5 separate regions of the Sus scrofa genome follow, and regions 1, 3, 4 and 5 are each linked to region 2. The links are chromatin contacts, called in public Hi-C, HiChIP or PLAC-seq and promoter capture Hi-C maps. All regions are on one chromosome and are shown on one strand. Each heading gives the region's core, a stretch centred on a gene start, on an enhancer-like site or on the middle of the called end of the contact. The rest is flanking DNA. Distances are from core to core; before and after follow the strand shown. Region 1 overlaps LOC106506245 (a long non-coding RNA gene). Region 2 holds the start of HS6ST1 (heparan-sulfate 6-O-sulfotransferase 1). Region 3 holds the start of SAP130 (histone deacetylase complex subunit SAP130). Region 4 has its middle 130 kb from the start of HS6ST1. Region 5 has its middle 210 kb from the start of HS6ST1.

Region 1 (4,497 bases), core at 414-2,913, 240 kb after region 2:
AACTCATATTTTCCTGGAAATTCATTGATTTCTTCTGGGTTTCATATGCATTTGCATGGATTTGAGTAACGTGCTTTTGTTATGACATCAATTTTTTCTGTGGTTATTTCCCATTCTCACTTCTAACTTAGGGCATTTTGCTTTTTCTTTTTTTCTTGATCAAATTCGTGTGTTGCAAATTTTCTCTTTGCTACTCCCCATCTATTTTTCTGCCCTCTTCTGCCCCATCTGGTTCCAGGAGGCCAACTTGTGTGTCTCCTGAGCAGCCTTGCTGGCTGGCACACAGTGTCATGGCCTTTCTAGCCCCAGCCCACCTCAGCACCTGCCCTCCCTGGGCTCATACCTCTAACAGCACATCTTTCCCTCACTTCTCCAGTCCCAGGAGTTGGTCCCCAGGTGCCCTTCTTCCCTGTACCCTGTCCACGCCTCTGTGAGCAGTGGGCCATTGAGATCTGCAAGTGTCACCATTTGTGAATGTCCCATGGGCACTGAAAAGATGGGAACGTCCCATTGGCAGGGCAGAGTCTAAAACATAGTGATTCATTTTTTGTTATTGGCCTCCCCTCACCTTAATCGTTTGTCATTGCATTACTGTGGTGGATTGGTGAAAGGCAGAGAGAAGTGAGTGCTGTCTTTTTGCTACTGTTGTGTTTCTATTTCTCCATGTATTTACTGTAGTTTTTCCTATGCATTTGGCACCGGATTCGTTGGCACATACGTTTTCCTGACAGTTAGAGCTTTATTGCATATTATCCTCTTTATCATTATAAAGCGTCTTCTGCTCCAGAATGCTTCCCTTGAATTGTCTTGATGGATTGTATTTTCATAGCCCCAGTCTTGCCCATCCGTTTACTCCCAGGCTTCTCAGTGACTTTGCTTTCAATACAGCTTTTTTTTTTTTTTTTTTTTTTTGTCAGCAAGTAGATTTTTCAAATATAATCTTTATGGTGTGCGGTTATCTAATTACACTTATGGATATATCTGTCAAGTTTGATCTCAGTTCTATTGTCTTTTTTATGTTATGTTACTGTGCTAATGTTTTCTGTGTGTGTGTGTAGTTTGTATGTTTTCTGCCAGTAAGATAGAAGTTAATTGTCTTATTTTTTAGCTATATATATATTTTATTTTCTTTTTTATGCCTGCATCTGCGGCATATGGAAGTTCCCGTTCTAGGGTTCCAACAGGACCTGCAGTTGCTAGCCTAAGCCACAGCTCATGGCAACGCTGGATCCTTAACCCACTGAGTAAGGTCAGGGATCGAACCCAAAACCTCATGGATCCTACTGGGGTTCTTAACCTGCTGAGCCACAATAGGAACTCCCTATTTTATGTTTATACAAATACTGAAAACTCCATTTCTTTCTTTGTCAACCTTCAGACAGTAATTACAACCCATTATGAAACATGAGAAAAAGAAAAGATTTAGATTTTTTTTTTTTTTCAAATGCCTTTCCTGCTCATACTTCCAGCTCTGGTGAGTTTATAATGTCAGAATGTTGACCTGCTGGAATCGTATTTTGAATCTCTTTAGCCCTGGTTGTGTGAGTTACCCACTGCCAGGCCATCTCTAGTTCTTGTACCCGGCATCTCCCTGTTTGCCTTGGCTGCCTGGATGTTTTTAGGACTTTCGAGAAAAATTCATGTGTGCAATAGTTTGGATACTTGCATATTTGAGGTTGCCTATTGCTCAACTTGGCTTAGTGTACATTCCTTTGTGGTTTTCTGGAACTTAGTGGTGGTGGGAAAAATCTGAAAGCAACCAGATTTCCTTCCTTGTAAGAAGTTCTTTTTTTTTTGGCTGCACCATGGCATATGGAAATTCACAGGATCAAATCTGAATTGCATCTGAGACCTATACCCCAACTGTGGCAATACTGGATCCTTAACCCACCACACCGGGCCAGGGATTGAACCCCAGCCACAGCAGTGACCTAAGCTGCTGCAGTGACAACACTGGACCCTTAACCCTCTGTGCCACAGTGGGAACTCCAAGACTTTCTTTTCTTTTTTTTTTTTCATTGATTAAGCTTACTAGAATATGTTTTAGTATTGCTTTTCCTATATCATTTTCTTCTGAAATATGCAGTACCCTTTCAATCTGCAGATACAATTCTCCCTTTTTTCCAGAAGTACTTCCTTCTCATTTACCTTTGAATATTTTTTATTTCCATTTGGTAGGTTAGCTATTTTAGGGATACCAATTATCCATAACTTTGCTATTTGTTTGCTCTACATGCCCACTGATTTAAAAAAATTAATCATTTTTTCTTTTCATTCTGCATTCATTTTGATTATATTCAGTATTTCTTCTTTGCCAGAAATCCACCTTGCCTTTCCTTTGTTATTTCTAGTTTATTTATTGGCTTGAAAGGACTCATCTCTTTCCTTATCTCTTTAACCTCCCCTTGTTATGCCATTACACTATTTTAATCATTTAAAACATCTGTAACTCCTCTGTAGTGTAGCGAGCCCTTCCACATTCATTATCTCATGTAATTATTATGGTAATTTGGAAGAGCAGGTATTTACTATTTTACCCAACCTTTTTATTATAAAAATTTTCGGAGTTTCCGTCGTGGCACAGTGGTTAACGAATCCGACTAGGAACCATGAGGTTGCGGGTTCGGTCCCTTCCCTTGCTCAGTGGGTTAACGATCCGGCGTTGCCGTGAGCTGTGGTGTAGGTTGCAGACGCGGCTCGGATCCTGCGTTGCTGTGGCTCTGGTGTAGGCCGATGGCTACAGCTCCAATTGGACCCCTAGCCTGGGAACCTCCATATGCCACGGGAGCAGCCCAAAGAAATAGCAAAAAAAAAAAAAAAAAAAAAAAAATTTCATCTAGGCATACCTAAGTTCCAGCAACATTGTCCTATACTAGCTTTATCATTGTTTCTCCATCCGTCCTTCTTTCCATCCATCAGTCCTTCTAATTTCGGATGCATTTCAAAGTTGCAAACATCAATACACTCCCCCTTACACCCCAATGTGTTAGCAGAGTTGTCTATTTTTGAGTTTTTTCTTAGCCTGCTGGGCAGAGCTGTCCCCTCCAGACTGCTGGGCAGAGCTGCACCCAGAGTGCCCCCTCCTGGCTTTGGGGAGGGGTGCCACCCCAGCACTCAGCGTCTCCTGAGTCTCCTCTCCTTCTGTGTCAGCCCTGCCATCCTGCCTCACATAACACTTTCTGTGATTATTCAGTTGGTGCCTTAGCCCCTAGGAGCTGTGCTACCATGCCAATTCCAGCTCATGATCCATCTTTCCTTTTCCCCTTTACTTTCTGAAATTGATCTTACAGATCTCAAATTCATAATAGATTAAACTAAGTCTTATTCACTTAGTAGTTCTTAGATGTGGCATAAACATACCTGGTTGCTATAGGAGCGAGGCTGGGATGGCCAGTGAGCTCACTGCTCACCCTGTCTGTTCCAGCACCACAAGGCTCCTGAGCATGGGTGATGGTCCACTGTTTCACCACCTCTGAAGAGCCAGGAGTTGGGGTGCCGGCCCTGGGCGCAGACGGTGATGGAACTGCCCTCCTCCCCTGCTCTGAAGGAGGGTCTTTCTCAGCCCACTCAGGAGGCCATTTCGGTTCACAAGGGGACATGCCAGAGAAGAAAAGGGGAAGAGAAAGCACTGTCCTTAGCTCAGGTGGGGGTCTCATCCCAGGAAAGCGTCAACGTGAGATAAAAGACAAGCAAATCTAGGAGTTCCTGTTATGCCTCAGCAGTAATGAACCCCTGAGGACGCAAATTCCATCCCTGGCCTCACTCCGTGGGTTAAAGACCCAGCATTGCCATGAGCTGTGGTGTAGGTCATGCAGACATGGCTCAGATCCCATGTGGCTGTGGCGTAGGCCCACAGCTGCAGATCTGATTGGACCCCTAGACTGGGAACTTCCATATGGTGCAGGTACGGCCCTAAAAATGCAAAAAGAAAAAAAAAAGGACAAGCAACTCTAGAGAGAAATGGTCACAGGACGGGACCTTGTGTTTCTTAGAAGAAAACATCTACAGTGGCCAATGGGCGCAGAATAGTGGCTCAACTGTGACCTCTGGAGAGTTGCCACTTAACCAAAGAACTCTGCTGGAAAGAGCATGACAAGGAAAGAGTGACCACGGCGGGTGACACAGAACCTCATTCCCCATTAGGAGGATTGTTCTGATTTTGGAGGCCAGATGGACCTTAATAAAACTGAATAAGCATCAAACCTATAATCTAGAAATTTTCCTGCAAGGTACTCTTCCTCTGGGAAAACCTCGTGCAAAGAAGTAAACATAGCCCGTGAGTTAAACACTGTTTACAGCAGTGAAAATTCACAATGCCCACAGGAATTGGCTGAATAAATCATGCTATATTCACATACACACATTCTAACAGCAATTAAAATAAACGAGCTAGATTTTTAGGAATTAAGCTCAGAGAACTTTGAGCTGTTGTATGAATACAGTGAATGAAGAAAGCATGTTTCAGAATAATAAATTCAGTAGGGCTTTATGTAGATG
Region 2 (4,792 bases), core at 2,073-4,572:
GCGTGGCACAGAGGTACGGGAGCTGTGAAAACCCTTACTTTTCTGTGTGCAAGGTCCCAGAGCACTGCAAACTTTGGCACAGAGAGCCTGGAGAGGCACGGTGGGGATTCTAGAAGCAGGGAGGCATTTGTCCTACACACACCAGGTGCCTGATCCTAGGGACCAGAAAGGAGGAAGAGAGCACCCTGTCACCCCTCAGTTTGCCAGCCAGGTGGTCACTCTGCCACCACAGGGCCATGGGGAGGAGGCTGAGTGTGACATCTGAGACTTCTGACACCAGGCATCCCATGGAGGCTGGGCACTGCCTCCGTTCCTCTGGGTGCTGGGTCCTGGGCCAATGGGGAGTTGCAACCTGACCCCCCAGACCAGGAGAGCACTCAGCAGATGAACCTCATGCATTGGGCTTGTAAATTAAATGCACAAAGCCAAGGTTACCCCCCTCCTCTCCAGGAGGCTCTTTAAAGACGCAATCTACCTAGCGCCGCGGGGGACAGAATGGAAGGGGGGAGCATGACATGGCAGGACAGCAAGGCTGTCACCTGCCTGGTAACACAACCCACTCCCCAAGCAGACGGCAGAGGGCAGGCCACAGGAGGACCCTGGAAACCCCTCCTCCGTGGTCGGCATGCTGCTGAGCTCAGCAACTTCCCAGCGGGCGGGCAGGTCGGCGGCCCACCACAGCAGGAGGCAGCTGGCCTCAGCTGACCACGCACGGAGTCTTCCATTCCTGCTCCACATGCCCACCTGGAGGAAGGAGTGCTGACCTCCCTTGTGCAGCACTTGGTGGCCCCCTTCTGTGGGGTGGCTGGGCCTCTTGTTCTGGTGGACAAACTCTGGAAAACGGAGGCCAGGGTCCTTCATCCTGGTGACCCAGAGGGAAAAACAGCCTCAAGAAGTGGGGCCGCAGGACAAGTGTCCTGGTCGCAAACTAGAGCCCAGGACTGCTTGGCAAGCTTGACTTGGGTCTCCAGTAGTCCTGGAATGAGGTCTGCACACTGTCCCCTCCAGGGCTCTGGAGGGGCCAGTGTGGCTGCCAGCCCCCAGGTCCAACCTGGTCTGGCACAGAGTGGTTGGACTCTGGGGAGTAGCGGGGTGAGGGTGGGTGGCTACCAGCCCCCAGGTCCAACCTGGTCTGGCACAGAGTGTTGGACTCTGGGGAGTAGTGGGGTGAGGGTTGGTACAAGGCCAGGAAAGTACATCTACGTGGTGCAGCCCAAATGCTGGGCAGGAAGCAAGGCTTCAAGGGCCTAGATGGGCAGACTGAGAACCGACATAGCCTTAAGGGACCAAAACATTACCCCTCAGGCTGGGAGCTGCTGCTAGTGGGGGGGACAGCCAAGGGAAAGTGGTGAGCCACACCCTCCCCCCAGCTCTAGGGCCCCAGTGGCTGACAGTCTGGGAAAGACCATGAGGGAAGGACTGAAGGCTGAGCAAGGACAGTTCCAAGCTGGCTGGATACCAAACCTTCATTCTCCAAATGGACCAAGATCTGCACCTGCAAGCTAGGAAAGCTGAGGAACACAGCTCCCCAATGGCCAGGCTGGCCGAGAGAGAACTCGGTCTTAAGACAAATGTGGAAGAGAAACAAAAGGCAGGCAAGAAGACCTTCCTCCTGGCCCTTCCCAGCCCCAACGTCCTGGGGAAAAGACCCCATAGGGCACCATCACAAACAGAAGAAAAAGAACCCCAACTTTAACCCTTGGAAATCCAGTATCCTGGGGAGAGAGGAGGGTCTTTCTGCATACAAAGTGCTTCCCAAAAGAGCTCCCCGCCCCCCAGATCAATCTTCACAGCAGTGGGGGCCCCCAGCGAAGGCGTCTGGCTGCACAGGTGCCCCTGGCCAGCTCAGCTCCCCACAGCCTGCTGCTGGCCTGCTTCTGCTCCTCTTTGCCCTCGTTTTGGCCCACCTCTTAGGGGCAGGCAGTCCTGCCTCCTCCCCGCCCCCAGCCCCAGGTGACACTAGGGCCTTTGTTCTACCTGCCACTTGGGCAAGGCTGAGCCAACCCCCTCCTCTGGCAGCTCCTCCCCAGCCCTCTCAAGATAGACTGGCTGGGGGGGGGGCGTGGAAGGGGGGCGCTTCACTTCTCTCACTTCCGATGTGGACTGGAGCGGAACAGTGAGGGTGGCACACCAGGTGGCCTTCACACACAGAGGAACGCGTGTTCCCATCCGAGGATAGGCCAGCCTGGACTGCCAGCGCGGTCTTGGGGCGGGGGCCCCGGGAAGCCCGGGCGCTGTGCAGCTCTGCGAGCGGTGGGGAAAAGTAAAGAGGCACGGAGGAGGAGGTGAGAGCGGAATCAGAGCGCAGGGACCACAACGGGCCGCAGCAGACCAACTGGGGCACCTCGAGGTCAGGAAGGGGTCCAGAGGGGCTGCGGCGAATGGGGGCCCCCGAGAGGGCAGGAGAGAGGGGCACGGTGGGAAGGGCCGGCCCAGGACCGCCCGGCGGGGGTCCGGGCCCGGCCGCCAGCTGGCACTCCGCCGCCCTGGCCCGACGGCGGGATCGGTGGCAGGCGCTCACCTGGGCGTGCGCAGCGCGGCGGGGTCGCGGCGGTCCAGCACGCCGGGCACGCAGTTGGTGAGCTCGGTCCAGTCGGCGTGCAGTCCGCAGCTCCAGCCCGTGGAGAAGCGGGAGAAGAGCCAGGTCTCGCGGCGGTTGGGCCGGTAGCAGGTGCACTTCTTCTGGCCGGGCCGGCAGTCGCAGGGCACCTCGAGGCGCACGTTCTGCACGAGGTGACGGCCGAAGGTGGTGCCGCCCGTTTTCTGGATGTGCAAGAAGACTATCACGTCGTCGCCCTTCATGTCGAAGTGCAGCGAGCGCTCCAGCTCGCGCACCGGGAAGTAGTACTTCTTCTCGTAGTGCGGGTCGGGCGTGGGGAAGAGGTCCAGGTCGTCGGGCGGCGCGCGGCCGCCGGGCGCGCCCAGGCTCAGCCCCGGGCCCGCGTACTGGTAGAGGATGAGCATGAAGCACGCCGAGCCCGCCACGACCAGCACGAACTTGCTGGCGCGCTCAACCATGGTCCTGCTGCCAGCGCGCCGCCGCCGCATGTGTCACCATTGCCGGCAGCCCGGGCGCGGGGCGCGGGGCCTGGAGGGCGGGGGGCGCGGGAGCAGTTGCCTCTGCCGCCGCCGCCCGCGCTCCGGCCCGGCCCGGCTACTCGGCGCCCAGGCCGCCCGCAGCGGCGCGGGCCGCGGCCCTGCGTGGCGCCATGGCTGTTCTCCACCCGGCCCCCGATCCCCAGTCCGACCCCAGTTTGGCTCCGGCTCGGCTCCGGCCCGGCCCCGGCCCGCGCCCCCCGCGGCCCCGCGCCGGCCACTCCGCTCCGCGCCGCGCCGCGCCGAGAACGCTCTGCGCCGCCCAGCGCGCCGCCGCGTCTCCGCAGTCCGCCGCCGCCCCGCCCCTGCCCGCCCCCGGCCCGCCCCCGCCGCTCCTCTTGCCGTCGCCGCCCGCGCGAACCTGGGCCCCGCCCCCAGAGCTCAGAGCTGCAGGCCGGCACCCAGCTTCCGCGACGCGGGTCTCCGGCCTCGGCTAGGCAGCTCCGAGGCGGGCAGCGGGGTCTGTCTTTCCGTTCACAGAGGCGTGGAGAACGGCTGGGGAAACGTGTAGCGGGCGCGCACTGACCTTCTGGGCTGGAGGGGGCCCCGTGGCGGCCGGTGCTTTGGGGCCTGGGTCCCTGTCCCTGCTTCAGTGGAGGGAAAACCTTGACTTTGCACACTGGATGTTCTGAAGTTCCAAAAGCGGGGGGGGGGGGGGGGAATAGATTTGATGGGATGTGAGGCTGGGGGAGCGGTCTAGGAGAAAAAGGGACGGTAGGGGGCCTGGGTCTAAGGGCAGTGGTCAGACTCTCTTCCCCCTCCCCCCACCGTGGCTGTGGGACAATGACCCAGAGGCCCTCTTGGAGAGATGCCGAAGGGTCCGCGGAAGCTTTGGGAGCTTTATGCAGTCCCTCATTCTTTCAAAGGGCTTTTAACCAATGTGCATTTTTTCCCTCCAGGTTTATTCAGATCCCAAGGAAGAAGTTAGAAAAAGTTGAGCCAATATTTAAAATTGTGAGGGTCCACAAGAACACCCCAACCTCTGGCTTTGGAAGGTGGGTCAGTGGATCTGGCGCCCTGTCCCGTCCGCTTTGGGACCGAATGTCCCTGTCTGCTTTAGCCCAGCTTGCCCTCCACCTCCTTCCATCTTGGGCCCTGGGCCAGAACCTCTGGAACCCACACTGCCAGGAATTGCACAGAACAGGAGGTGGGTCGGGATATAAAATGACCTGCTGAGACTCTCAGCGCCCCTGGGTCTCTGGGCTGGTCCCTTGTTTTTGAACTCAGGCCAAGTGGTCTCCATCGAACCTGGGCTGCCTGGCCTGGGATCAGATGCCCACATCACCCCCTTTTTGGGGCTCCCAGTGGTTTCCATTCTGTTGTAGGTCCTGAAAGCATGGGGGAGAAGGGGTTGTGAGGTTTTATTGTGTCCATTATATTTCAGTAAAGCTCTTGAAAATATATTGAATCACACCAGAAATCTCTTCTGGAAGCAAACCTGGAGAACTGGAAAAACAACCAATGACACCCCAAAATCCAACTCAGGAGGGAGCATGCAATTGTCAGAAGTGGCTGAAGGCATACCCACTGAGCACAATACACAGTGACCAAGGGCCTGTTGCAGGTGGGTGGGGTGGGGTGACCAGTCCCTGGTGTGACCTGGGGCCCCAAAGTCCCCTCCCATCCTGTGACTGCTTTAAAGTTGTACCTGGCCCAGGAAGCCTTGTGGGTGGTTGGGTCAGACTTCTCCAGCAAG
Region 3 (4,473 bases), core at 511-3,010, 250 kb before region 2:
AGTGCCTATATCTTCCCTTAGAGGAGCAAATGCAGCATCATTCATCTAAAACAGCACTTGTGTTCAACATTCAGTGCATAAATGGTCTAACTTCTTTAAGTTTCTGATGTACATAGGTTCAGTTAATGGCAAAATCGTAAAATCGTTTACATGGTTCTGAGAGATATTGTGACACCTCCCCCAAAAATACTTGTGGACTGCCACACTAAAAAGTCCACATTGCATCCTGTACAACAGTCACACGACAGGTATTAACGCAACATTTATGTAAACATGTAAAGTTTCCTGACAAGTGGCATGTGCCTTTGAAAGACTTAAGCTTCATACCAAGGTGAATTGAATTGTCATCAGTGTGTCACAGGAGAAATTGAAGGCAGAGCCCTGTCCTAAGACGGGATCAGAAACCTTACATCAAGACCTGACGCAAAAGGGATTTTCAATGCTATCCTGCACAGGCTCCATTTACAGATTTCTCTCCGACCCCCCCATCTCCCGCCCCTTTCACAGACCCCAGCTCAGCCAAAAGGAACTGAGACCTTCACCACCTTCTCTAAAATCTACCCCCACTTTTCGCTCAGGAGCCAAGCTCTGCCGATATCCCTGATTAGCCCGCAATCCTACCCCCCACCGTGAAGCCCACCGCCGAGATCAGAGAACACAGGTCTCCTGATACTTCGGGTCTCTGAATCCTCTGGAGAGGGGGGCAGGCGTTCTGAGGAGCCCCAGGACCAGTGTGCCTCTTTACCTGCAGCCGCCGCCCGCCCCTCCTAATTCAACCTCGCCGGGCCGGGGGTGCTGCGGAGGACCCAATGCGGTGGCAGCGCTGGGCTCCGAGATCGCGAGGACCGCTCGTGCCGCAGCGCCCCTCGGGCCCGTCGCTGTCCAGTCCCGCCGACCCCACTCACCCCGGCCCCCCGGCCGCCGCTCTGCTCCAGTCCTCTTCCCCGAACCTGCTCCTACCTCCCCCGCCCGCCCATTGGCCCCACGCCGGGTGCGTCACTCCAGGGCCTGCACCAATCCACCGCGGCCTGCGCGCTGTGATCCCGCCCCACCCTCCCGCCGACTGCCAGCCAATCAGGCGCGAGCCTCGCCAGGGCAGCCCAAACCCCCGAGGAAGAGCCAATGGCAGAGGAAGACAAGAGCTGCCGGCGAGAGGGGCGGGGAGCTGGGAGGCCCCGCCTCGGTCGGGGTCTGAAAGCGGCGGGCGCAGGGCCCGGATGTGGAGAGTCACTTTAAACTGCTCCAGGAGCCAAACTCCCTGGGCCGCCCGCCCGCCCGCGCTCCCCCGGCCTCTCAGCTTCCCCGCCAAGGCCCACGCCCGCCACGCCCCCAAGCCCAACTCAGCCCAGCCTTCCCGACGGCTTTCCATTCCTTGTCGCAGGACACCCGGCCCCTGCAGCCGGCCCAACTGCCGTGCTCAGTTCACGAAAGAGTACAGGTCCGCGCCGCAGAAAACGAGGCACCGCTGCCCTTCTCTGGGGACGCGCAGCGGGACGGACGCTGCAGCCCGGCTCGGCCGCCCCGCCCCCTCGTCTCCTCCCCTCCCCTTTCCCTCCCCTCCTGGGCGCACGTCCCGCCATTACCTGAGTGCTGCGCCGAGTGGCCGCCTTGCCGCCTCGAGCTGGTTCCCGTGCGCTCTCCGCCTGCGGAGCCGACGTCCTCGGGCTCCAGGACCCGCCGCCGCCGCCGAGGCGCTAGCACTCGGTCCCCCACCCCTCTGCCCAGCGCCGCTGCTTCCGCCGCCGTAACGAGCCTCTCACCCACTGGCTGGGGTAGGCCCCGCCCTCATCCGGGAAAGCCAATCACCGTTCAATATGAGTGGAGAGCGGACGGGCCTGCCCCTCGGGGCTGCAGAGGCCTCTGGGAAAGGTAGTTCTGGTGCTGAGAAGGCGGGCCTGGGCGGGGCGTCCTGGCGACCCGGCCGAAGCAACACACCCCTTAGCTATTTAGCGACGGTTCTGCCGTTTTTCTTTGCCTAGTGAAAAGCTGCTACCCTTTTGCCTCATGTGATGGCACCAGGTTTCATTTTTCCGAGGGAGTTGCGGCGCGGGAATAGGGTAATGGAGGCCGACTGCAGCGTACCGAAGGGGCCGCAGGCAGGGCTGAGGGTTTTCCGGACTGTACTGGATTCTCCGCGCTGCGTGTGGGACTTGATGTCCCCATTGAGGCCATGACCCGCGAAGCTTGAGCGTCATGGGAGGCTCGGGTGCACGGAAACGAAGGGACTCAGTCGGGTTTGCACTGGCCTCGCTGCGTGGGGAACTTGGCCGGGAGCCGAGCACACTCGGGTTAAAGCGGGCTCGGAGAGGTGCCTTTGGCGCAGGACTCAGGCGCGGTGCACCTGCTCAGACTTTCCGGATTACGGAGAAGCGGAGGGAGGTGGTGGTGATTTGTTTTGTTTGGGGTAGAGTGTTGGAGTTATACGGCTGTGGAAGTCTTAGCCAAAGCTGCGAAAGCAGAATGAGTCTGATACTAGAGATTATGTCCCTCCGCCAATCTTCCTAGACGGTAAATTAGTCTGGAGTTTTGCGATAGGAAATAAATGGGGCTCAAATCCCTTCTTCCTTTCGTGCACAGCTACATTCTTAGTACAAAAAGGGCAGCTCAAGGCTATGCCCCCTCTCCTTTCTCAAGACATCTTCCTTTCTAACACTCTTCCCTTCTCACATTTCTTCTATAAGTAACTGACGTGATATACTTTAGCCATCTCTCTCCTAGACTCTGCCTGCTCCTGCCTCTTCTTACACTGCTCCCTCCACTAACCTACTCACCTTCACTCAGTGGTCCTTGCTTAGTTTAAGAGCAGGAATTCCTCCTTAAAATGGTCTTCCCTTGGCCTCCAGAACCACACTCTCTCCTGATTCTTCTTCTGCCCCTATTCAGCTGTTTTATACTTCTCTTTTCTCCAAGGCTCCGACCCTCTCTTAATGCTACACTATCTTCCTAAGTAGCTTAATACACTCTCACAATTTACAGCATCATTCTTCTGCATTTTTTTCTGTCTTTTATCTTTTTAGGGCCGCACCTGTGGCACATAGAGGTTCCCAGGCTTGGGGTCTAATCAGAGCTATAGCTGCCGGACTATGCCACAGCCACAGCAACGTCAGATCTGAGCCACGTCTGCGACCTACACCACAGCTCGTGGAAACGCCAGATCCTTAACCCACTGATGGAGGCCAAGGATCCAACCCACAACCTCATGGTTCCTAGTTGGATTCGTTCCCACTGCGCCACGGCAGGAACTCCTACAGCATCATTCTTGAAAATGACTCAGTTTTATCTGCATAGTGACCTCTGTCTTGAGTTGTACACCTACAGTTCCAAACATATGTCTTACAAGCCCCTGAGATTTAACATGTTGAACACTTGTATTGATTAGCCTCACCTCCTGATTTCTGGGTTGGATTAATGGTGTCACCATTCTCTCTGCCTTTGGTTTTACTCTTTTTGGTTTCTGTGCTTCCATCTCCCAGAGTCACCATATGTACTCTGTACTTCCTTTCCAGCCACTTCCATAGCCTTGGCTCAACCTTTCATTAATTCCTGTCTGGATTATAGTAGTCCTTACCCCACTCAAGTCATTCCTACCCCAACCTACCCTGCACAGAATTCTCTTTCTTTCCTCCCTCTCTCCCTTCCCTCTTTCCTTCCTTTTTGCTTTTTAGGGCTGCACCTGCATCATATGGACGTATCCAGGCTAGGGGTCAAATCGGACCTGCAGCTGCTGGCCTGCGCCACAGCCACAGCAACACGGGATCTGGGCCACATCTGTGACCTATGCAGGATCCTTTAACCTACTGAATAAGGCCAAGGATCGAACTCTCATCCTCAGGGATACTAGTCAGGTTTGTTACCCACTGAGCCACAATGGGAACTCCCACAGAGTTCTTTTCCTAAAGCATTTATCTGAATCTGTTCTTCCCGGCCATAATGTTCCCATAACTTCAGAATATATTTCAAACCTCTAAGCCCAGTTCAAAGGCCTTAATAATTTTGTCCCTCCTACCTCTCCAAACACTGGGTACTCTAGCGACAATAGTTTCCACCAATTCTCCACACACAGCTTGGCTTCCAGTGTTTTGCTCAAGCCAGAATGCCAGAGGCTTTACCCCTCAGCAATCATGTGGCAAAATGCTGCCAATAATACAATGTTGTACTGGGGGAAAATGATTTATCTTCTCCAGGAAGCCTGCCTTGAATCCCTCGCCTTGCCCCACCTACAGAATATGTCCATGGAGCATTTTCAGTATCCCTGTTATAGCACTACTCATATCCCCTGTATTCTTCCTGGATTAGGTTGAGGGAAAATTACTCTTTATATCTCCTGTCAACAGGAAGGATTCAACAAATATTTGCAGAGTATAATCACAAACACATCCATAGTACAGGAATGAAACCTGAATTCTCCTTAGTTACCAGGGACAGTCTCTGCTTTATCCACTTCTGTCTCTAGTCCCTCACATGGTGGATACT
Region 4 (4,806 bases), core at 97-2,596, 130 kb after region 2:
TGAGGAGAAAGGGGGTCTTGGCGTTGGATCAGCACTGCTCCCTCCCACCCTCATGTCTGTCACCTCCCCTCCCTGATGCTTGCCAGCATCTGGCCAGGCCTGTGACCTGGTGGACATCTTCTTAGGAATTCCTGGAGGTGATTCCACTTCACATGTTCTATATAACTGTCCTCGAGGGGGCCACAGCTTAGTGCTATGGTGACATTGTGTGTATGAGAGTCTCTGAGTGTGAGTGTGTGTGAGTGGTGTGTGCGTGGATGTGTGAGGGTAACTGTGAGTCTGTGAGAGTGTGTGAATGTGAGTGTGCAGATGTGTATGAGTATGTGTGACTGTGAGTGTGTAAATGAGGGAGAGCACATGAGGGTATGAGTAGGTGTGAATGTGAATATGAGTGTGTGGGCAGGTGTCACTGTGTGTGTGTCTTTGAGAGCATGTGTGGGGGCAGGTGTGAGTGTGGGTGAGTGTGTAAATGAGGGGGAGCACATGTATGAGCAGGTGTGTGCATGAAAGTGTGTATGAGCAGATATGAGTAAGAGAGTGTGAATATAAGAATGTGTGGGCAAGTGTGAATATAGGTGAGCATGTGTGAGAGTGTGCATGTGGACAGTTGTGAATGTGGGTGAGTGTGTGAGAGTGTTCATGTGTGAGTGTGGGTGAGAGTGTGCATGTGAACAGGTGTGAGTGTGGTGAGTGTTATATAAGGCAGCGTGTAGGCAGGTGCGAGTGGTTGTGTGTGCATGTTTGCAGGTATGAGTGCATGTGAGCAGGTTAAGTGTGGGTGAGTGTGCATGTAAGAGTGTGGGTGAATGTATGTGTGAGTGTGCATGTGAGCAGGTGTGAGTGTGGGTGAGTACCTGAGAGTGTGCATGTTTGCAGGCGTGAGTGTGTGAGTGTGCATGTGAGCAGGTATAAGTGTGGGTGAATGTGTGTATGAGTGCACATGTGAGCAGGTGTGAGTGTGGTGTTATATGAGGCAGCATATGGGCAGGCGTGAGTGTGGGTGTGTGCGTGTGAGCAGGTGTGAGTGTGGGTGAGAATGTCCATGTGAACAGGGGTGAGTGTGTGAGAGTGTGCATGTGAGTGTGGGTGAGTGTATGCATGTGAGCAAGTGTGAGTGCGTGTGAGTGTCCATGTGAACAGGTGTGAGTGTGGGTGAGTCTGGGGCTGCTCTGCCAGCTGGACGCCTTTGCTCTTGACGTCCCCCTGTTGCTGACTGGAACCTAACATGCCAGCCGCTGGTTCCCTTGGCTCCTCTCCAAGTTGCTCTCTCCACCTCTGGTGTTGGACTTGGACGTGGCTCCCAGCCTCTCTTCTTGGATTCCTTGCTGCACTGCCAGCTGGGCACTCTGCAGAAACCCTGGGCATGTCACTCAGAGCAGAAGGATCACCCTGCCCCACTTTCTGATCCACCAGGTAGTGAGAGATAATAAAATGGGCTGTATTAAGCCACTAAATCTTGGGATGGTTTGTAAAACAGCAATAGATAAGCAGAATAATCAATGCCTTAATATTTCCCAAATGGTAATGTGTCATACTGGGTAAAATGTTTCTTTCATGTTGCTTCAGACTAGGAAGAACTATGTCAGCAAACTATGACTATTAAAAAAAAAAAAAAAAAAAGCAGCAGCCCAAATCCCAGTGAGACCCAGGCAAGCTCATTCATTTGGATTCACTTCTAATGATGATGACTTATTTTCCCCTGTTAGCGGCATCACTGGTAACTAAAGTTAGCCTTGGCTCCAAAATCGATGTGTTATTTTAGAGCCCAGAGCAGGCAGTGAGCTGTCAGATGATTGACGACAGGGTTGCTGGCACTCTGGCTGGCTCTGGGCCACCCTCCTTCCTACTGTTGCCGCCTGGGTGGCAGCGGGGAGAAGTGGCTGGTGGCCCTGGTGGCCTGCAGCCTGTGTAGAGGCACCCAAAGCCTCTGGTGGACTTCCTGCCACCTCCAGGCCCACTTTCTTGGTGCAGGGAGGCAGCACAAGCCCACCAAGTCTTGATATTATGGGATGGACTGCGTCCCTCTATTTGTATGCTGGGGTCCTAGCCCCTGGTACCTCAGCATGTGAGCTTATGGGGACGTAAGGTCCTTATGGAGGCAACTAGGTTAGAATGAGGTAAGTGGGCTCTGACCCAATAGGACTGGAGTCATTGTAAGAAGAGGAGATGGGGGTGGTGGGGTGGGGGAGGGAAGGACTGGGGATTTGGGGTTAGCAGATGCAAGCAATTATATATAGCAAGGACAAACAGCAGGGCTCTACTATAGCACAGGGAATTCTACTCAGTATCCCAAGATAGGAGTTCCTGTTGTCACTCAGTGGGTTATGAACCCAACTAGTATCCATGAGGATGTGTTCAATCCCTGGCCTCGCTCAGTGGGTTAAGGATATGGAGTTGCTGTGAGCTGTGGTGTAGGCCACAGAGGGGTCTTGAATTCCGTATTACTGTGGCTGTGGTGTAGGCTGGCAGCTGCAGCTCTAATTTGACCCCTAGCCTGGGAACTTTCATATGCCTAAAAAGACCAAAAAAAAAAAAAAAAAAAAAAAAAAACCAAACCAAAAAAAAAAAAAACCAAAAAAACAAAACAAAAAAGAAGAAGAAGCAGAAGCAGTAGCAGTTCCATCATGGCTCAGCAGTAAGGAGCCTGACTAGTATCCATGAGGATGTAGGTTTGATCCCTGGGTTCAATCCCTGTCCTTGCTCAGGGGGTTAAAGTATCCAGCGTTGCTGTGAGCTGTAGTGTAGACTGGCAGCTGCAGCTCCGATTCGACCCCTAGACTGGGAACTTCCATATGCGGCAGGTGTGGCCCTAAAAAGACCTGAAGAAGAGGAGATTGGATACAGACATCACAGAGGGAGGACCACGTGGAGATGCAGGTACAGGGGGAGGATGGGCATCTCTAAGCCAAGGAGGGAGCTGGAGTCAGAGCCTTCCCTCACAGCCTCAGATGGAACCAGCCCTACTGACACCTTGATTTTGGAGTCTGGCTTCCCAGGACTGAGGTAATAATGTCTGTTATTTAAGCCTCCAGGTCTATGGCACTTTGCTAAGGCATGCACTTGGGTGTAGGCATGCTGGTCACAGCCACACCCTTAAGGGCGGCCACAGCTTGTGCTGGCCCACACTCATGGGCCTCGCATTCGAAACCCATCCACTCCCCAGCTCAGTGTCCTTGTAGCCTTCGTGAGGCGGCGTGAAACTCCAGCTCTTCCCAAGGTGACGCTCACAGTGCCACACCATATTCCTCCCAGAGACCCTGTACATCACGTGTTGGGGTTTCTGCTCTCTGTGGCTTCATTAATGCGAGGAGTGGGGCAGGGGCGGTTCCCAGTGATGCTCCAGCTGGGTCTTTGGTCCCCCCACTTCTGCGTCTCCTGGATGAGAAATTCTCCAGGTGGGACAATCCATAATATTCTAAACCAAAGGTCTGCTATCAAGTGGCCTCTCCCAAGTTGCCTTTGACCTGGCACCTTTGGACCCAGTGGACTGGCCAGGCTCCCCATGGCACAGTGGTCTTGCCTGTGAAGGAAGGTGAGGCTGAGGTAGGTTCAGGGCTCCCAGGGGGACAACCTCAGATGGGCTGCAGTGGGTAGCCTGGTAGTGTTCTTTGCAGGCCATGAGGACTGCAGCAGTGAGGACTGCTGCGGTAATGAGCAGCTGGCAGAGGGACACTGGGCCCTGGGGGAGCAGGCAAGCCCCAGTGAAGGAGGAGGGCAGGTGGAGGACTGCTGCCAGGCTGACCGTGCCCAGCACCCTTGGGAACCATCTTGGCAGCATCCCTACCACTCACCCAGGAGGGTCCACACTTTTATGGAAGCAGACTCAGAGAGAGTTTACTGGGCAGGACAATTTTTTGACAGTGATCTTGGGATAAAGCAAGAGTAGGCAGGGAGAAGCAGGGCTGCAACATAGGCCAACTGCTGGGCTGAAGGTGATGATGGACATTTCTTCAGAGATGTCCCCTGGTGGGCCCAGATGGCCAGGCCCCACTGGACGTGGCTGTTGGGAAGGCATGGCTTCTGCATCTGGGGTGCCCACAGGGTGGCTGACTGCCCTCCCGGTAATATCACTCCTGGTGATCATCTAGGTTTTCCTGCCTTTGCCCCCCAGTCCCAGATGCTCCCTCCCCACCTTCTATCCCCCAGTGAGCAGGGGTCCCCAGGGACATCCTGTCGCTGCTGGCACCTGGGTCCCCAGCTGTTGTATGGCGGTGGCGTTGTCTCTCCCTTTGCCTTTCCTCCTCCCCTCAGGCTCGGCTGTCTCCAGAGGTAGTTGGCAGCTCTTTGCTGATGTGTGTCTGGTACCATGGATTCAGCTAGGCCTGCCCAGATCCCAAGAGCACTGCCCCAGCCCCTGGGTTCCACCTGCACAGGGGCTACTCTGAGCTTGGATACTGGTGGCGGGCGGCTGTGTCTCCTGGGCAGCCCTGGGTGCTGGCTCCAAGGCCCTGGTCCTCCTCCTGTTACACCCGTGGTGATTGCCTTCCCCCCACTTCCACCCTTCTCCGAGGGCATCTGCTGCCCTAGATCACTGTACTCAGGGCTGCTATTCTCCCCAGGCCTGAGCCATGTGACCAGGGCGGGGGTGCCTGGACCAGGAAACCTGTTTGTGGACACCAGCCACCCAGGCCCTAAGGGAAGCCAGCTGAGGCAGAAAGGGGCAGGAGGGAGTGCATGCTGTTGGCAGGGCGCTGGCTGATTAGGAGAGAAGGGGGCAGTGAGCATAGGTGCAGAGAGGCAGAGAGACTGAGTGGTAGGGGGGCGCTGACTCAGGGAGCCCCACCTTCCAGGGCCTGAAGCCATAGC
Region 5 (4,948 bases), core at 170-2,669, 210 kb after region 2:
TTGTTAAATCAATGCCTGAACTCATTTAATCTACCCAGGAACTCTGAAACAGGAAGAGTAGAGGTTACTACCTTCATTTTAGAAATGGTGGTACAGAGAGACCCGAGACCAGGATCCTGCTTCAGGCCAGAGCCTCTGTTCCTTTGCACATTGCCACCACCTTCCTTGTTATGAGCTCAGGACAGTCACACAGCCTTAATCTCAGCACAGGGTTCAAATTCAGACACCACCCTCCCTATATTCCTAAAGACTGTGAGGCTTTAACCTTGCCATTGGTCATGCCTCAGTCTCCTGGCTGTGGTCCGGGAACACTTGTCACTGTTTCTTAGGTTCATTGTGGGGTTAAAGGGAGCACATGTATGGAGCACCCCCACCACTGTGTTGCACACTGATTGCCCAGGGTAGGGTGTTTTTCGCCATGGTTACTGTCTACTAAAGAGTCCAGCAATAGGTTTCTTAATAGAGCTGTCTACTTTTGCTGGTTTGCTTTCCTTCCCTTCATTCCTTAGCCCACTCACTTCTGGTTCTCCCAGCCCTCTGCTACGTGTTGCTCCCTGGGGTCATCAGGAATGGCCATGGCCATTAGTCCAGCTCATTGGTCCTTGCATCTTACCAGGTCTCATAGAACACTTGCTCCTTCCTTCCTGAGGCATCCCCTCCCCTCTTTGGCTGGGATACTCCCAGCTTTCCTTTTCTTCTCTCTCCTTCCTGACTCCCCTTTTTCCATTGGCCCCTAAGCACTGGCATCTGTTTCCCAGGCTCTCAGCCTTCCTGACTCAGGGGTAACTCCTTTGGGAGACAACATCCACCCACATAACTTCACCTGCCATCCAGTCAGCATTGCGTCCAGAGCCAGCTCTCCCTCTCGCCCAACCTGCTCTCCTAAGCTCCAAACCAGACATTATGATACATGGGGTCTCTGGTGCTGGTGCTGAATGTGCTTTAACTGAGCTGGACTTTTCCCTGAATCTGACACCTTTATCTTCCCCCAGGCTCAGGGCATGCATGATCCTCCACCCCAAACCCAGGAATCCTTAACCTGTTCCCTCTCTTTCTATATACTCCATCACCTCCTGTATCGCCTGCTTCACGGTTCTCAGACTTAACCACTTTTCCCATCTCTCCAGATATCCCTCTAGTCCAAACATGTAATTTCTCACCTGGATGGATTACTTTGCTGCTCTAATCCATTCTCCACAAAGCAGCTTATTCAAGCCTTTAAAAACTCACCTCGGATCATGTCACTTTGCTACTTAGAACTCTTCAATCTTTGCCTGTAGCTCTGCTGATAAAAATCCCAGGTCTGAGGTGTGTTTTCTCACAACGGTGCCCTGACTCTCTGAATCCACACACCACCAGCCTTTTGCTGATCCTTGCAAGTCCTGTGTTGTACCCTGCTCCAGGCCTTCCTTTGGCTGGCTCACCTGGCCTCAGCTTCCCAAGGTCACCTGCTGTGCCCTCAGACTAGGTCAGGGCTCTGCTTCTCTGAAGCGAGTCCATGACTGACTTAAAGAGTATACTGTGATTTTGTTATTTGCCTGAGGCCATACCCTCCAGTCTCCTGGTTTTCAATTCCATGGAAGTACTGGTGTTTCCCATATTACTTCCTCCTCCACAGGGATGTCCATCAGGTGTTTCAACAGAGAACATGTCTGAAAACCAAATTCATTTTTTTTTTTTTAAGGGCTGCACTTGTGGCATACAGAAGTTCCTGATCCAGGGATAGAATCAGAGCTGCAGCTGCCAGCCTACACCACAGCCACAGCAATGCCAGATCCCAGCCAGATTTTCAACCTACACCATAGCTTTCAGCAATACTGGTTAATCCACTGAAGGAAGCCAGGGATTGAACCTGAATCCTCATGGACACTAGGTGGGGTTCTTAACCTGCTGAGCCACAACAGGAACTCCTGAAAACCAAATTTTTGATCCCACCTGGGCCAGACCCGCCCCTCCCTCAGTGTTCCCAGGGAAGCCCTCCAATGTTCAGGCCACCCCTGCTCTCTCCTGCTTTCACACTTGTTTTACCCATTGGCTCTACTTTAAAGCACATCCAAATCCCAGTACCTTTGACACTGAGTGATAATCTTTTTTTTTTTTTAAACCTTGCCCTTTTTTAAAAACATTGTGCAGATTAAATGTTTGTATCTGCTCCAGATTCACATGTTGAAGCCCTTAATTCCCAGGATGATGGTGTTTGCAGGCAGGGCCTTTGGGAGATAATTAGGTTGTGAGGGTGGAGCTCCCCATGATAGGATTAGTGCCATTTCACCACACCCACCCACCCACCCACACACACACACACACAGACACACACCCACACCCACACACACACAGACACACACCCACACCCACACACACACACACACACACACACACATTTTAGTGGCCACACCCAGGCATATGGAAGTTCCTGGGCCAGGGATTGAGTCTTAGGGGTGGTTGTAGCAAGATTAGTGACATTCTAGAAGAGGGAAGAGACAGTAATCTTTTTTCTTTCTTTCCTTTCCTTTCCTTTTCTTTCTCTCTCTCTCTTTCCTTCCTTCCTTCCTTCCTTCTTTCTCTTTCTTTCTTTCTTTCTTTCTTTCTTTCTTTCTTTCTTTCTTTCTTTCTTTCTTTCTTTCTTTCTTTCTTTCTTGCCTGCCTGCCTTCTTTCCTCCTTCCTTCCCTCCTTCCTTCTTTCCTTCCTCTTTCTCTCTCTGCATGTATTCACCAAACAAGGCCAGGACCCAATCAGGAAAAGAGCCCTCATCAAGAGCTTTACTCAATGTTCTGTGATCATCTATGTGGGAAAAGAATCTGAAAAAGAGTGGATGTGCATACATGTATAACTGAATCAATATTTTACAGCAGAAATTATCACAACATTGTGCATCACCTATACTTCAATTAAAAAAAAATGAAAAAAAAAGAAAAGAAAAAGAAAAGATCCTGACTATGCCGGCACCCTGATCTTGGACTCCCAGTCTACAGAACAGTAAGAAATAAACATCTGTTGTTTAAGCCACCAGGTCCACGGTATTCTGTTATGGCAGCATGAACTGACATTCCTCTTGCTTGTTCAAAATTATTTCCAGGAAGAATCATGAAATTAAACAAGTAATAAGGTCCAAGAAAAGAAATGCAGAGTGCAAACTTTCTGAAATTGAATACTGCACATATAATCATGCCAATAAAAAATTAGTGAATTTCAATAAAACAGAATCAGCCAAAAGAGGTTCAGTTTAGGAAACTGCTATAAGACTTCACTGAAGTAACATCTTATTTCCTTTATTAATTCTTTGGCTTTAAAAACATCCCTTAACAATTATGAGAGGCTGCATTTCAATTTTAAATATATGATATACAATCAGTAACAAACAGTTTTTGTATGAATTAAAATATATTCTTGGAAAACAAAAATGACACACCTCGCATTTTGCACTGTTCCACTGTTTCAAATTTTAAACATAAATGTCCCAAGTGGTCATATAGAATAACAGAGTTGAAATAACTCGGGTTCTGTGGCCTTGCCTGCATAATTGTTGTTCTGTCAATATTGTTTCAACTCTACCATTAAAATGCAGATTCTGGAGACCTGATCCGGGGCCCTAGGTAGGCTTGTGTGGCTCAGAACCATGGGAAATCATGTGTGACCTGGTCCTTGTGGGGATGGAGGGGTCAACCCTGCAACTGACAGTTCTCTGAATTAACATCCACATAGAAAATGCTGTTGAGGATTTACCTGGTGGCTCAGTGGGTGAAGGATCTGGTATGGTCACTGCTATGGCTTGAGTGGCTACTGTGGCATGGGTTAGATCCCTGGCACGGGAAATTTCACATGCTGTGGGTGTGGCAACAAAACAAAACAAAACAAAAAACAAAGAAAAATCCCCAAACACTATTGACTAAATAATACATCATAAAATGCACAAATTTGAAGTATACAGATGCACTAATGAAATAATAGCAAATGTAGCAATTCTTTAAAGATTGGATGAATGGGAGCTCCCGTTGTGGTGCAGGGCAAATGAATCCGACTGGTATCCATTAGGATTTGGGTTCAATTCCTAGCTTCACTCAGTGGGTTAAGGATCTCGTGTTGCCCTGAGCTGTGATGTAGGTCATAGATGCGACTTGGATCCTGTGCTGCTGTGGCTGGGGTATAGGCTGGCAGCTGTAGCTCCTATTTGACTCCTAGCCTGGGAACTTCCATATGCTGCAGGTACACCTCTAAAAAAAATTAAAAAAAAATGGATGAATAAAATATTTTTTAAGGAGAACCATTTCTCAGTGATGATATTTAGAATTGCCCATTCTTGGATGTTAAATTCTCTTGCAGCGATGTGTCCTTTTTCCTTTCACTTGGGGCAGATAGCTCCTATACCTACCTGGGCAACTGCTGCAGGACCAGATCCTTTTTCCTCATCCTCCCTATGCTGAGGTGGTCCCAGCCCTGATCTCACACCTGACTCTCATCATTGTCCTGGTGTGGTCACCTTCCCACACCATCCACAGAATTCATCCACGGAAGTCCCAACCCCAGAGCCTCAGGATGTGATTGTATTTGGAGATGGAGGAAAATGAGGCCGTTGGGGTTGGGCCCTAGCCCAATGTGACTGGGGTCCTTATAAGAAAGGAGATTGGGACACAGACACATAAAGAGAGGCCACCACCTCGAGACAGAGAGAGGATGTCCATCCACAGGGTTTGCCATAGCAGCCGAGCTGACCACCATGGTCCCCTGAGGGTCACACTGCTTCTGTCCTTGCCCCCCATAGTCCTTCCCCATCCCAGCAGCATAGTGATCCTCCAGCTTGGCCCATGTCCTCCCTCCAAGCAGCGTCTCCATGTCCCCTGGCTCTCCCAGAAGCCTTCTGACCTCCCTGATGCCTCCCCTACCCCACTCCTTGCAAGCCCCTGATCCTCCCACCTAGGGGCCTCTGTCCTTTGCTGGTTACTCTGCAGG

Evidence for each region. Promoter capture Hi-C pulls out the DNA fragments that hold promoters and counts their contacts. Hi-C and Micro-C count contacts between places; a contact is called where the count stands out from the background. HiChIP or PLAC-seq counts read pairs in DNA pulled down with a chosen protein or histone mark.
Region 1: a contact with region 2 is called in a Hi-C map of alveolar macrophages, with 4 times the contacts expected there. The contact joins the enhancer-like site here to the promoter of HS6ST1 in region 2. A contact is called at or near these places in 1 of 5 promoter capture datasets (liver), 2 of 47 Hi-C or Micro-C datasets (alveolar macrophages and embryonic fibroblasts) and 2 of 2 datasets of contacts at active chromatin or transcription factors (alveolar macrophages and skeletal muscle).
Region 3: a promoter capture Hi-C map of liver shows a contact between it and region 2, with 3 times the contacts expected there. The contact joins the promoter of SAP130 here to the promoter of HS6ST1 in region 2. A contact is called at or near these places in 1 of 5 promoter capture datasets (liver) and 1 of 47 Hi-C or Micro-C datasets (skeletal muscle).
Region 4: an H3K27ac HiChIP or PLAC-seq map of skeletal muscle shows a contact between it and region 2. The contact joins the enhancer-like site here to the promoter of HS6ST1 in region 2. A contact is called at or near these places in 11 of 47 Hi-C or Micro-C datasets (alveolar macrophages, embryonic fibroblasts, heart right ventricle and 4 more) and 2 of 2 datasets of contacts at active chromatin or transcription factors (alveolar macrophages and skeletal muscle).
Region 5: a contact with region 2 is called in a promoter capture Hi-C map of liver, with 5 times the contacts expected there. The contact joins the enhancer-like site here to the promoter of HS6ST1 in region 2. A contact is called at or near these places in 1 of 5 promoter capture datasets (liver), 15 of 47 Hi-C or Micro-C datasets (alveolar macrophages, brain, embryonic fibroblasts and 8 more) and 2 of 2 datasets of contacts at active chromatin or transcription factors (alveolar macrophages and skeletal muscle).

Annotation. Positions count from the first base shown.
Region 1 is chr15:58,825,062-58,829,558 of Sscrofa11.1, reverse strand. All of the region lies in intron 2 of LOC106506245 (a long non-coding RNA gene), which reads left to right. Among named protein-coding and RNA genes, the nearest start is that of HS6ST1, 240 kb to the left of the region's middle. Within about 2 kb of position 1,663, at least 6 of the 83 cell types and tissues checked have an H3K27ac peak or open chromatin away from gene starts, as enhancers often do. A contact at or near this core is called in alveolar macrophages, embryonic fibroblasts and liver, where this site is marked.
Region 2 is chr15:59,064,978-59,069,769 of Sscrofa11.1, reverse strand. HS6ST1 (heparan-sulfate 6-O-sulfotransferase 1) reads right to left here and starts at 3,322. Exons shown (of 2, transcript XM_003133399.6): 1 at 2,522-3,322. The coding sequence starts at 3,048.
Region 3 is chr15:59,309,688-59,314,160 of Sscrofa11.1, reverse strand. It overlaps SAP130 (histone deacetylase complex subunit SAP130), which reads right to left and starts at 1,760. Exons shown (of 21, transcript XM_021076325.1): 1 at 1,584-1,760.
Region 4 is chr15:58,934,656-58,939,461 of Sscrofa11.1, reverse strand. No RefSeq gene overlaps it. Among named protein-coding and RNA genes, the nearest start is that of HS6ST1, 130 kb to the left of the region's middle. Within about 2 kb of position 1,346, at least 5 of the 83 cell types and tissues checked have an H3K27ac peak or open chromatin away from gene starts, as enhancers often do. A contact at or near this core is called in skeletal muscle, where this site is marked.
Region 5 is chr15:58,857,417-58,862,364 of Sscrofa11.1, reverse strand. No RefSeq gene overlaps it. Among named protein-coding and RNA genes, the nearest start is that of HS6ST1, 210 kb to the left of the region's middle. Within about 2 kb of position 1,419, at least 2 of the 83 cell types and tissues checked have an H3K27ac peak or open chromatin away from gene starts, as enhancers often do. A contact at or near this core is called in liver, where this site is marked.